Linked DNA regions of Sus scrofa: region 2 is linked to region 1. A link is a contact called in public Hi-C data. All regions are on one chromosome and are shown on one strand. The core of a region is the stretch at or near the end of the contact, and the rest is flanking DNA. Distances in the headings are between cores, read along the strand shown. Region 1 overlaps LOC102162079 (a long non-coding RNA gene). Region 2 overlaps PDE4B (phosphodiesterase 4B).

Evidence for each region. Hi-C and Micro-C count contacts between places; a contact is called where the count stands out from the background.
Region 2: a Hi-C map of omental adipose tissue shows a contact between it and region 1, with 1.6 times the contacts expected there. The contact joins two enhancer-like sites. A contact is called at or near these places in 15 of 47 Hi-C or Micro-C datasets (alveolar macrophages, blood, embryonic fibroblasts and 8 more) and 2 of 2 datasets of contacts at active chromatin or transcription factors (alveolar macrophages and skeletal muscle).

What each region holds. Positions count from the first base shown.
Region 1 is chr6:146,111,615-146,117,100 of Sscrofa11.1, reverse strand. LOC102162079 (a long non-coding RNA gene) reads right to left here. Exons shown (of 8, transcript XR_298679.3): 4 at 2,210-2,351; 5 at 1,750-1,812. Among named protein-coding and RNA genes, the nearest start is that of SGIP1, 63 kb to the right of the region's middle. Within about 2 kb of position 1,265, at least 27 of the 83 cell types and tissues checked have an H3K27ac peak or open chromatin away from gene starts, as enhancers often do. A contact at or near this core is called in alveolar macrophages, omental adipose tissue and retroperitoneal adipose tissue, where this site is marked.
Region 2 is chr6:146,213,790-146,218,992 of Sscrofa11.1, reverse strand. The region is part of intron 8 of PDE4B (phosphodiesterase 4B); the gene reads left to right. Among named protein-coding and RNA genes, the nearest start is that of SGIP1, 160 kb to the right of the region's middle. Within about 2 kb of position 3,307, at least 8 of the 83 cell types and tissues checked have an H3K27ac peak or open chromatin away from gene starts, as enhancers often do. A contact at or near this core is called in alveolar macrophages, omental adipose tissue and retroperitoneal adipose tissue, where this site is marked.

The sequences.
Region 1 (5,486 bases), core at 16-2,515:
GGTTCTTTCATTTCAAAAGGAATAGATTTTCAAATGGCTATAAACAATGATTTAAAATATTTTTATCACCTGCTTGTGTGAATAAAGTTACTTGTTGATAGAGACTGCTAAGAATTTGAAGCAATCATTCAAATATCTTGATCAGTGTTGCATAAAGCCATTTCAAGCAGAATATCTGTCAGTAAAAAGATACGTCAGTGGAAGTAAGTTCAAATTTCTCATTTAAAATTTTGAAATGGGGAGTTCCCGTCACGGCTCAGCAGTTAGTGAACCCAGTTAGCATCCATGAGGATGGGGTTTGATCCCTGGCCTCGCTCAGTGGGTTGAGGATCCGGCATTGCCGTGAGCTGTGGTGTAGGTCGCAGACCTGGCTCGGATCCCGAGTTGCTGTGGCTGTGGTGTAGGGCAACGGCTACAGCTCTGATTGAACCCCTAGCCTGGGAACCTCCATATGCGGCGGGTGCAGCCCTAAAAGGAGAAAAAGACCAATAAAAAATGAAACTTTGAAATGGGATTTCCCATTGTGGCTCAGCGGTAATAAACCCGACTAGTATCTATGAGGATATGGGTTTGATCCCTGGCCTCACTCAGTGGATTAAGTATCTGGCATTGCTGTGGCTGTGGTATAGGCTGGCAGTTGTGACTCTGATTCTACCCCTAGCCTGGGAACTGCCACATGTCGCGTGCACAGCACTGAAAAGCAAAAAAAAAAAAAAAAAAGATTTTATTTAGAATTTTATATAAATTTAAATATTTAATATTTTATGTTTTATTTTTCCTAGAAGCATATAAAGTGTAACAGTTTCACTGAGCTTTACAGAGCTATTCCCAAACCCCTCCATTTTACTCCTGTCCTATATAAGTGTTTTCATTTTTTACATGTAGAAGGTGTGAGAGGGGGTGGGTGCAGTGTTCTAGGGCCGTGGTTTTCAGTCAAAGGTGATTTCACACACACCCCAGGGACTTCTGACACCTGGAGAGTTTTTTTTGGTTGTCATCACAGGGGAGCTCTTTACTGACCTCTAGTGGGTAGAGCCGGGGATGCTGCTAACCACCCCACAATGCACAGGACAGCCCCTCGTAAAAAGAATTACTGCACATGCAAAATCAGTAGTGTCAAGGATAGAAACTCTCTTCAGGGGTCCCTCTCACTCTGAAGGTCTAGGATTCTGACGTATACTTGTTCTTGTTGTTCAGAGGAGATTATGACTGGCAATAGCGGGTGTGGCTAGGCATGGCCAGCTCTAATCTCCTAACTGCCTTTATAATCACAGACCCAGCAGGCAGATAAAACAGGAGGCAGGGCTTCCTGTATATTCAGTGGAAATCCAGCTATGGACATCTGTTTGAGATAGTACACATTTCAAAGCATCAGATGTGTAACTTCTATGAATATTACCTAGAGTCCCCAGATAAACATCTTCTTCTCTCCTTTTATTTGTTTTAAAGTTCCATATTCTGGGGAGTTCCCATCATGGCTCAGTGGCTAACGAACCCGACTAGGAACCATGAGGTTGCGGATTCGATCCCTGGCCTTGTTCAGTGGGTTAAGGATCCCGCGTTGCTGTGGCTGTGGTGTAGGCCGGTGGCTACAGCTCCGATTGGACCCCTAGCCTGGGAACCTCCATATGCTGCGGGAGCGGCCCAAGAAATGGCAAAAAGACAAAAAAAATTTTTTTTAATTAAAAAAATAAAGTTCCATATTCTGGAAATAGCTTTTTTGTTCCACCGAACTGTGATCCATCTTACCTTTCAGCAACTTTCCCCTTCCTCAGTCCAGGTCTCACCAGGATTGGCTTGGCGGGGATGTATCTGCCAATAGGTAGAGATTCACAGGAAAGCCTTTCAACTCACCCCTGCATCCCAACTCCCCATTCCCACTGCTCTCATCCTACAATTTCCTTGGAAGTTGAAGACATCCTATGTTTGGGCATTGATGTCTGGCCTTCAGGAATAAAAAAATCTTCCATACCCTCTCTCTTGGATAGCCCCCCTGTTGATTTGTTGGCACTTCAGGATGATTCGAGTGATGGAGGACTGAACCAGTCTGGGAAGCCACGTTACTTTATCACCATGGCTCATACCATCCCTTCCATCAGTTTTTACAACAGATTCACCACTGCAACCTGGTACTAAGAGCAGGTTGAATGGAGCATTAGACACATATTTCCCCTAGGATTTAACTGGGGACGAGCCATTCATCTCATACCTGCTCTTGCATAGAAAAAAGATCAGTAGGCCCAGGGTCTCTGCTATGTCAAGCTAGTCAAGTCATTCAGTCATTCCAGGCTTTACTTTGCTCCTATGTGAAAGGGCAGTAACAGCTAGAAGGCTGCTGAGCTTCATTCCACCTTAAAAGAAAATAAAAGAAAAAGCACTGAGAAAATTTGAAAACTGAATCAGTCTTAGGAAATGCATGTTTTATGGTATTGACTGGTTGCTAATAGCGTCATTTCTACTGAAATGAGGAAGTTTGTTTTTACAGTTATAGAGTCAGGAAGTAGTTTTCATCCTCTGTAGGGTTTTAAGTCCCTCAAAGATGATGGTAACTAATATAACCCCTGATAGCATTTAAGTGTTGAAAAACCAGTCTATTACTTCACTGAAGGAGTATATACTAGACCCCTATTTTGCGTCTTGAGAACAATAATATTTGTCTCTACTTTGCAGATGGAACATTAAAGCACCAGATGGTTGACTCTTTGAGAAAACCCCACAGCTTTGACCAAAGAGGAAGGGGAAGGGCAGCAGGGCACAAAGAGCTGTGTTCAGAAAAAAATAAAAATTTGCGATTCTCAGTTCCATGATTTGAATCCTGAATGTGTGCTTCTCTGGCTAAAAATACAACCACTGAAGTCGAATGCTCATTACTTGTTGCCTGGTTAATTTATAGTGCTAAGTTATTGATCAGAAATAACAATGCTATTTTCTAAATACTTGATTTTTTTTTTTTTTTTTTTTTTTGGTCTGCTTGTTTGAAAGTATTTCTGGCATTTTCCTCACACTTCTAGGTCATCCTTATAGGAAGGACAACCTCCAATATTTCTCCGCCTTTAATTTCCCTCCCATTCTTAGCAGATAAGTTGCAATATCAAACTTCGCTTTATGATGGAGATTCGAATGGTGGAGACTGACCGTTGTGTCCTGCTGGTGTGTATGCCAGTTTGGAGGCCTCCCTTTCTACCTTCTTTCATGAAGAGCTTTCAGGTGTGGTTCCGCTAGGAATCCCCTAAATCCTAGTCCGTGTGTGGCACCCACCACACCTCAATGTGCAGTAAAACTCCTCTCAAATCTCTTAAGGTCCCTAATTGTTCAATGTTCCTGATGTGGAAGGCAGATGACCATCTGCTCAGGTCTCATCCTACTGCATTTATCTCAGATGTTGTTTCCCTAATTAGATATACTCTGGTAGTGTTGGCAAAGCCAGGTGATGGGAAATGTGTTCAGGGAACTTCCTCCAGGTTCCACACTGGTTAAAGCTCTATATCCTCGCCAACACTTGGCATTGTCGTCTTTTCTATCTTTAGCCACAAGAACAGCTTTGTAGTAGTATTGCACTCCAGCTTTAATTTACATCTTCCTCATGGTTAATGATGTTGAGCATCTTTTCAAGTCCCTGTTTTCCCTATTTCTATCTGTAGATGTATCTTCTTTGGTGAAGTGACTTGAGTATATATATATATATATAAAATCTAGTCTATATCAGATATATAATTTGATTTACAAACATCTTCTGGTTAGGCTGTAGCCTATCTTTCCATGATCTTTACAGGATTTTGCAAAAAGCACATCTTAAAATTTGAAGAATGAAATCCAAATGATCAATTTTTAATTATTGTGAACTGTGCTTTCGATGTCATGTGTAAGAAGACTGCCTAAGCCAAGGTCACAAAAGTTTCCTATATTTCTAGAGTTTGTGTAGTTTCAGGCTTTAAATATGCTCCATTTTGATGGTTTTTTTTTTTGTATATTACACATGGTATGCCTCAAACTTTATTTTTTCATACAGATATGTAACTGTTCCAGTACTGTTCATTAAAGACTATCCTTTCTCCACTCATTTCTTTTGTACCTCATCAAAAGTCAGTTGTCATGTACATGTGGTCTATTTCTAGACCTTCTGTTCTGATCTATTTGCCTATCTTGATGCCAAGATGATACTGTTTCATGACTCTAACTTCATAAGAGTTTTTGAAATCAGATAGTGCTTCTCCTCCAACTTTGCTCATCTTTTTCAAAGTGACTTTGGCTCTTCTGAGAATTTGCATTTCCATTTGAACATGACAGTCAAGTGATCACTTCTACAAAAAGCCACCCAGTGAGCCCATCCTGCTGCCCCTGTGCGCTCTTCCTCCTTGGGCCACATCTGGACTCAGGTGATAAGCTGGGGCGAGGGGAGGGGGCACCTCATCTGTTTCTCTTATCTCAAGTGTCTCTCCTTCATCGTCTGATGTCCAGTGTCTTCAGAAGCATCACTTCACACATTTTGTCTTTCTTTTTCAGTTATTTCAGGCAGGAGGATAAACCCAGTCTCTGTAGTTCCATCTGAGCTGGAAGCAGACCTGTGGTTACCTAGTTTGGTTACCATCTAGATTAACACCCTGGACTACGTACAGACAAGACATGCTCTCTGCCATCAGAAAATGAGTAAGACAAAGATGCAACACCATGGCACCAAGTTGATGACTGTTCGTACTGGACAAAGGGTATAATGAAATGAATTACACTTTGAAAAAAAATGTTTTTCTATAGCCTCGAAATTTTCCGCAAAATTTTCCCATCATAAGGGTCTTAATACCTGCCTATCTTGGGGGATTATTGAAGGATTCAATGTGGAATTATATGTAAAATGCTACATTAAAACTTAATGAAGAATAGCTATTACTACTACATAATGCTATGAAAGCAGTCATCCGAAGATATATAGAAGTCTGATTTTTAAAACTTTCCTTAAATGGAGTTCCCATTGTGGCTCAGCAGTGATGAACCTGACTACTATCCATGAGGATGTGGGCTCCATCCCTGGCCTTGCTCAGTGGGTTAAGGATCCAGCATTGCCACAGTTACAGCATAGATTGCAGACACGGCTCAGATCTTGAGTTGCTGTGGCTGTGGTGTAGGCTGGCAGCTGCAGCTCCGATTCAACCCCTAGCCTGGGAACTTCCACATGCCGAAAGTGCAGCCCTAAAAGAAGCAAACAAACAAACAAAAATAAATAAAACTTTAATTAAAAACTGATAGGATATTCCCTGGTAGACTAGTGGTTAGGATCTAGTGCTTTCACTGCTGTGGCCCAGGTTCAATCCCTGGTCTCATCACTGAGATCCCATATCAAGCCCCTGCATGCCATGGCAAAAAACAAACAAACAAACAAACAAAAAAACCCTAAAAAATCTGATAAAAGCCTTTTCACTAAGTATGATTGCAGCAGTTGTCTCTGCATGGAGATTCAGTTTGGGCATCCACCCCGCCAGGAAGTGTCCCAA
Region 2 (5,203 bases), core at 2,058-4,557, 100 kb before region 1:
CCAGGGATTGAACCCATACCATAGCAGCAACCAGAGCCCCCGCAGGGACAACACCAATCCTTAACCCACTGGGCCACAGAGAGAACTCCCATTTTTGCCTCTTTTGAACTTTATATAAATTACATCATATTTTTCTGTGCTTTTAAATCTCTGGTTTCCTTTTCTCAACCTTGACATGCATGCGATTCATCCCCTTGCTGCCTGTGTCAATTATTCTGATGGATTTAACCACTGCACAACCTTGCAGCTAGAACCACCTTCTCGAATGAAAAGACAGTTTGATTCTGTGAGGCAGGTAAACAAAGGTTGTTTATACTTCCTTCCTGGGCACTGTCTTGGGGTGGAATGAATGGGAAGCTTGACAGATATGTTTCTGATACTTACGGAGCTGTGTTAAAAGTGCATTTAGAGGGAGTTCCCGTCGTGGCTCAGTGGTTAACGAAACCGACCAGGAACCATGAGGTTGCGGGTTCGATCCCTGGCCTTGCTCAATGGGTTAGGGATCTGGCATTGCCATGAGCTGTGGTGTAGGTTGCAGACACGGCTCGGATCCCGCATTGCTATGACTGTGGTGTAGGCCGGTGGCTACAGCTCCAATTGGACCCCTAGCCTGGGAACCTCCATAGGCCGTGGGAGCGGCCCAAGAAATGGCAAAAAGACAAAAAAAAAAAATGCATTTAGAATGATCCCTTGTATCAGGAATCTAAAATACTCAAACTCATAGAAGCTGAGAGTAGAGTGGTATTTGTATCAGGAGCTGGGCGAAGGGGGATTGGGAAGGTGTTGGTCAAAAGTTTCAAATGCGTAAGGTGGATAAGTCCTAGACCCACTGTGTATATAGCATGGCTGTATAATACATGTAAAAAATTGTTAAGGCACACGCACACACACACACACACACACACACACACACACACACAAAGAGGGAGGGAGAAAATATTTAGAAGTGATGCTTAGGGTTATGTGATTATTTTCAGTGATGGGCTCACGGCTATGTATTTACCCTCAACCTCATCCAGCTGAATACATGAAACATGCCCAGCTTTTTCTGTAGGTCTCAATCCTATCTCAACGAAAAATTGCATTGAGGTATAGTTGATAGCAAATATTTTTATTTTAGGTATCTCATGATGCTTTCACTTGCTAATTATGTGGATTTGGGACCTCTCTGAGCCCCAGGTTTCTCACTTGTATTAAGAAGCCCTTTGGAGTTCCCATTGTGGCGCAGCAGAAATGAATCCGACCAGGAACCATGAGGTTGCAGGTGCGATCCTTGCCCTCGCTCAGTAGGTTAAGGATCTGGCATTGCCGGGAGCTGTGGTGTAGGTCGTAGAGGCAGCTCGGATCCTGCGTTGCTGCAGCTGTGGCATAAAACGGAAGCGGTAGCTCTGATTAGACCCCTAGCCTGGGAACTTTCATATGCCGTGGGTGCGGCCCTAAAAAGCAAAATAAATAAATAAGTAAAATAAAATAAAATAAAAAACCCTCATACTGAGAGCTTCCGAGTCAAATGATATAAGTATGTAAAGGCCTCTGTCCCCTTCTCCCCCAGAGAGCAGGAATAAGAAGATGCTCTCCTACGCAGAGTGTGGGGCCAACTTTCAGGGCACCTGAGGCCTGTTACCAGCTGGACCACTGACTTCGTCTCTGCTCAGATCCGTTCCCAGGCTTTCTAGCTCTGAGCAGCTTGCCCTTTGTGGCCAGGCTGAGGTTTCTTATCGCCCTTTCCTGTCACCTCTCTCTGCGTCTGTCATGCCCAGCACTCCTCTACTGACACCCATGTTCTATTGAACGTGCATGAAAAAACGGGGACTCTTGAAATATGGCCTAAGTATTAGCTGAGCTGGAAAAGTATCAAAGCAGAAGAGAGGAGATCCTTGACTGAAAAAAAAAAAAAAAGATTGTTACTCCACAGTTTGTACCATGTCATCTGTTTTAATTACACACACACACACACACACGAAAGGATATGCACAAGGGGACTACCAATGGTATCTCTGCTTGGTAAAAATGTGATATTTTTATCCATTTGATGTTTTTGCTTCTCTGTAATTTTCTAATTTTCTACACGGCACCCATATCCCATCTGTAATAATAAATATGATATTGACAGAATGTGTGTTGAAAGTTTGCGCTCTGGTTTTGTGTGTATTCTCCCATGCTACCTCCCCTGGGAGAACTGGGTAAGCATTTTTCCTGTGTTCATTGTAAGATAAAGAAGTGTAGTCTCAGCAAATGTAGGTAACTTGCCTGAGGTTACCCACAGAAGCAAGAGGCGGGACCAGAACCAAGCCAGGTTTTCTGAGTAAATATTGCACAGTAAATATCGTGCTAGTGGCTGCGTTAGCTGGATCAGAAAAGGGAAGAGGAGAGTCAAGAAATGACAACATTTAGGAAAGCAGTTACACAATTTTAAATAGAAAAGACCTAAGGGTTCGATGCCACTTTAAAAGCAGCAGTTTCAGGAATGCCTGCATTTTCAGTCCTGAGGTGAATCCTGTCTTCCATTGACCAAGATATGGTTTTGCCCAGAATCTTGTTCTATTAATTTAACCTCAGACTTAGCTTTTGCCTTAAGGTGAATGAGAGATAATCATACCTCTTGGGTGTTTATTGCACGGAGATGTTGCAAGGATTAATGGCAGTGTGCTTGGAGCTCCTTTGAGAAAGAAGCTATATGAATACCGTGTATTATTACCAGATTAATATTTATTATCCACCCAGCTCCTCTTCCTGTTTCTCAAGGTCAAACGCAACACTTACCAGACCGGCAGAAGGAAGGAAGTCTTCCGTTGTTGCTCTTATTGAAGTGAAAGAGGGAAAGAAGGGAAGAACAGAGGGGAGGTTCTCCCTGCTCCTTTTTCCTTCTGGAAATTCTTGACAACTAGAGCCACCCCATGACCATACATAGTCCCATTACTGGCTCTTATCCTCTTGAGATTTGCTTCTGGGGTGCTAAGCATTGTCCCTTCTCGGAGCCTCTTTTTGTAAGAAAAGCAATAGGACCAGCTTTGTGGGCCTGCGAGTCCGGATGCTGCACAGGGCCCCCTCACTCAGAAGGGCGCCGTAGTCAGTTTTGAAACTCGTAATGATTTTATCTTTGATCTTGTGTTTTGTATGTCTGATGGGAAAATGGAGCATATACTCCCGTGGCTTGGAGCCTTGGCTCAAGCACTCTCCCATCTCCTGTCACCTGCCTGCCTCCCCTGGTCATGTCCTCAGCCACCCGTCTCCCTGATCCTTAGCACCCCAGGGCTCATCCAGCATCCTTCTCCCTATGCCTGCCTGTGACCCCTGCTGCCATCCACTCCCATCAGGGCCTGGGTGCAGGTGCAGAGAGCGTCTGAGTTAGGCGTGTGTGCCTGGCAACGTCTCAGGTGGGGCATGGATGTTACATGGTAGACAGAGGCCGTGTCTTGGTGGAGGTGCACTTCCTGTCCACCCCTGACCCAGGTATCTAGCACATCCCAGTGCAGCGATGGCAGCACTCTTTGTCACCTCTCTGCTGTGGGTTGGACCATTGGTAGCCTATGAAGGGAAATCTCTGACTTTTCCAGAGCCTGCCCTGGGTGTGGGGCCAGGGGACAGCACATCAGTTTCGAAACTGGCAGGTAGGGGCACCGCAGCTGCTGGTAAGTTGTGCATATGCCCTCAGTCTTAGGAGGCAGGGCCTCTGGGGTCCTATGAGGGTCCGCACTTTCCTCCTGGCATCCCTCTGCATGTCCTTCATTAATTGTGACAAATGTGCCATTATAAGGTGTTAACAACAGGGAGACCTGGATGTGGGGGAGATGGGAACTCTCTCTGTTATCGCTGCAACTTTTCAGTAAATCTAGAGCTATTTTAAAATAGCAGGTTTATTTTTAAAATACAAAAAAAAAAAATTTGGGGGGAAATAATTAAAAAATAAATTAAAAAATAAATAAATAAATTGATCCCCCCAAAAAAATTAAAAAAAAATAAAAAATACAATACCACAATGACAGTTTGAGAGAAGAAAGGATAAAGCTTTCTATTTTACTACCTTTCAGAGCACTTTTTTCTGCTTTTTGAACAAGGGACTCTGCATTTTATTTTGCACTTGGCCCCTGCAAATTAGGTGGCTGATCCTGACTATTAAACCCCTTGTCGAATATGCAGTTCTTCTATCTCCCTTCCTATTCCTTCCCCCACAACACATACCACGTTTGGAGGTTACTTTGATTACCATTAAAATTATTCTCCTGTGTGTACTAAAAACTAGCAGCCAGGCAAAATACTTTTATCTCATTTTAATTTCTTTATAATTTTATGCGATAACTTCCTATCCTTTTTTGAGTAGGAAATCAAGGTTCAGGATATCACACAGTGAGTGGTAGAAGACAAAGTCAAAAAAGCATGAGTCTTACTGCAAAGCTGATGCACTTTCCACAGTACTACAGATACTACAGAGGTACTATCAGCCTCTAGATACTTGTTTGCTTTTTTTTTTTTTTTTTTTTTTTTTTTGTGCCCTGCGGCATATGGAGTTCCCGGGCCAGGGATCAGATCCAAGCGGTGCCGCGGTTTTAACCTAAGCCACAGCTAGGGCAACACGGGTTCCTTAACCCACTGTGCCAGGTGGGGGATTACACCTATGTTCCGGTGTTCCCAAGATGCTGCCAATCCCCTTGCATCACAGAGGGAACTCCTAGATACTCTGCAGGCTGCGTGGGCAAGCACTTTCTCTGCGTATTTACTGAATATCTGCTAGATACCAAGCACAGGATCTGGTGCTAGAGCTACAGCGTTCTGGTGCAGAGGCTAGTCCTAAGCTACACTGGTCCTTTCCTTTGACTGTACCCATAAGTAGCTGGGGTTGGATGGCCTCATCTTTAGCCCCCTCTACCTCTGTGCCTCCTGCCTTAGTTACTGTGATAAGAAGGCGCTTAAGTGAGACCAGAAAGTCTTGACCGTGGATTAAGAATTGAAGACAGACCAAATCCTCATTCACTTCAACATTAACTTTTCATCTAAAAATTATTAGGGCTGACCAGACTAAGGGCAGTGGAGTAAGTTCCCGCCACATCCCACTGGCCAGTCGGTGACATCTCACTGATAAGTCCCACCTCTAGGAGCATGCGTGTGCTCCTTCTCTGTAATAGACAAGGAAGGAGCTGGGGGGATGGCACTGAATTGTTGGATCCTTGAAGTGTTCTCCTCCTTCTTCAGTGCTTCCCTGCTA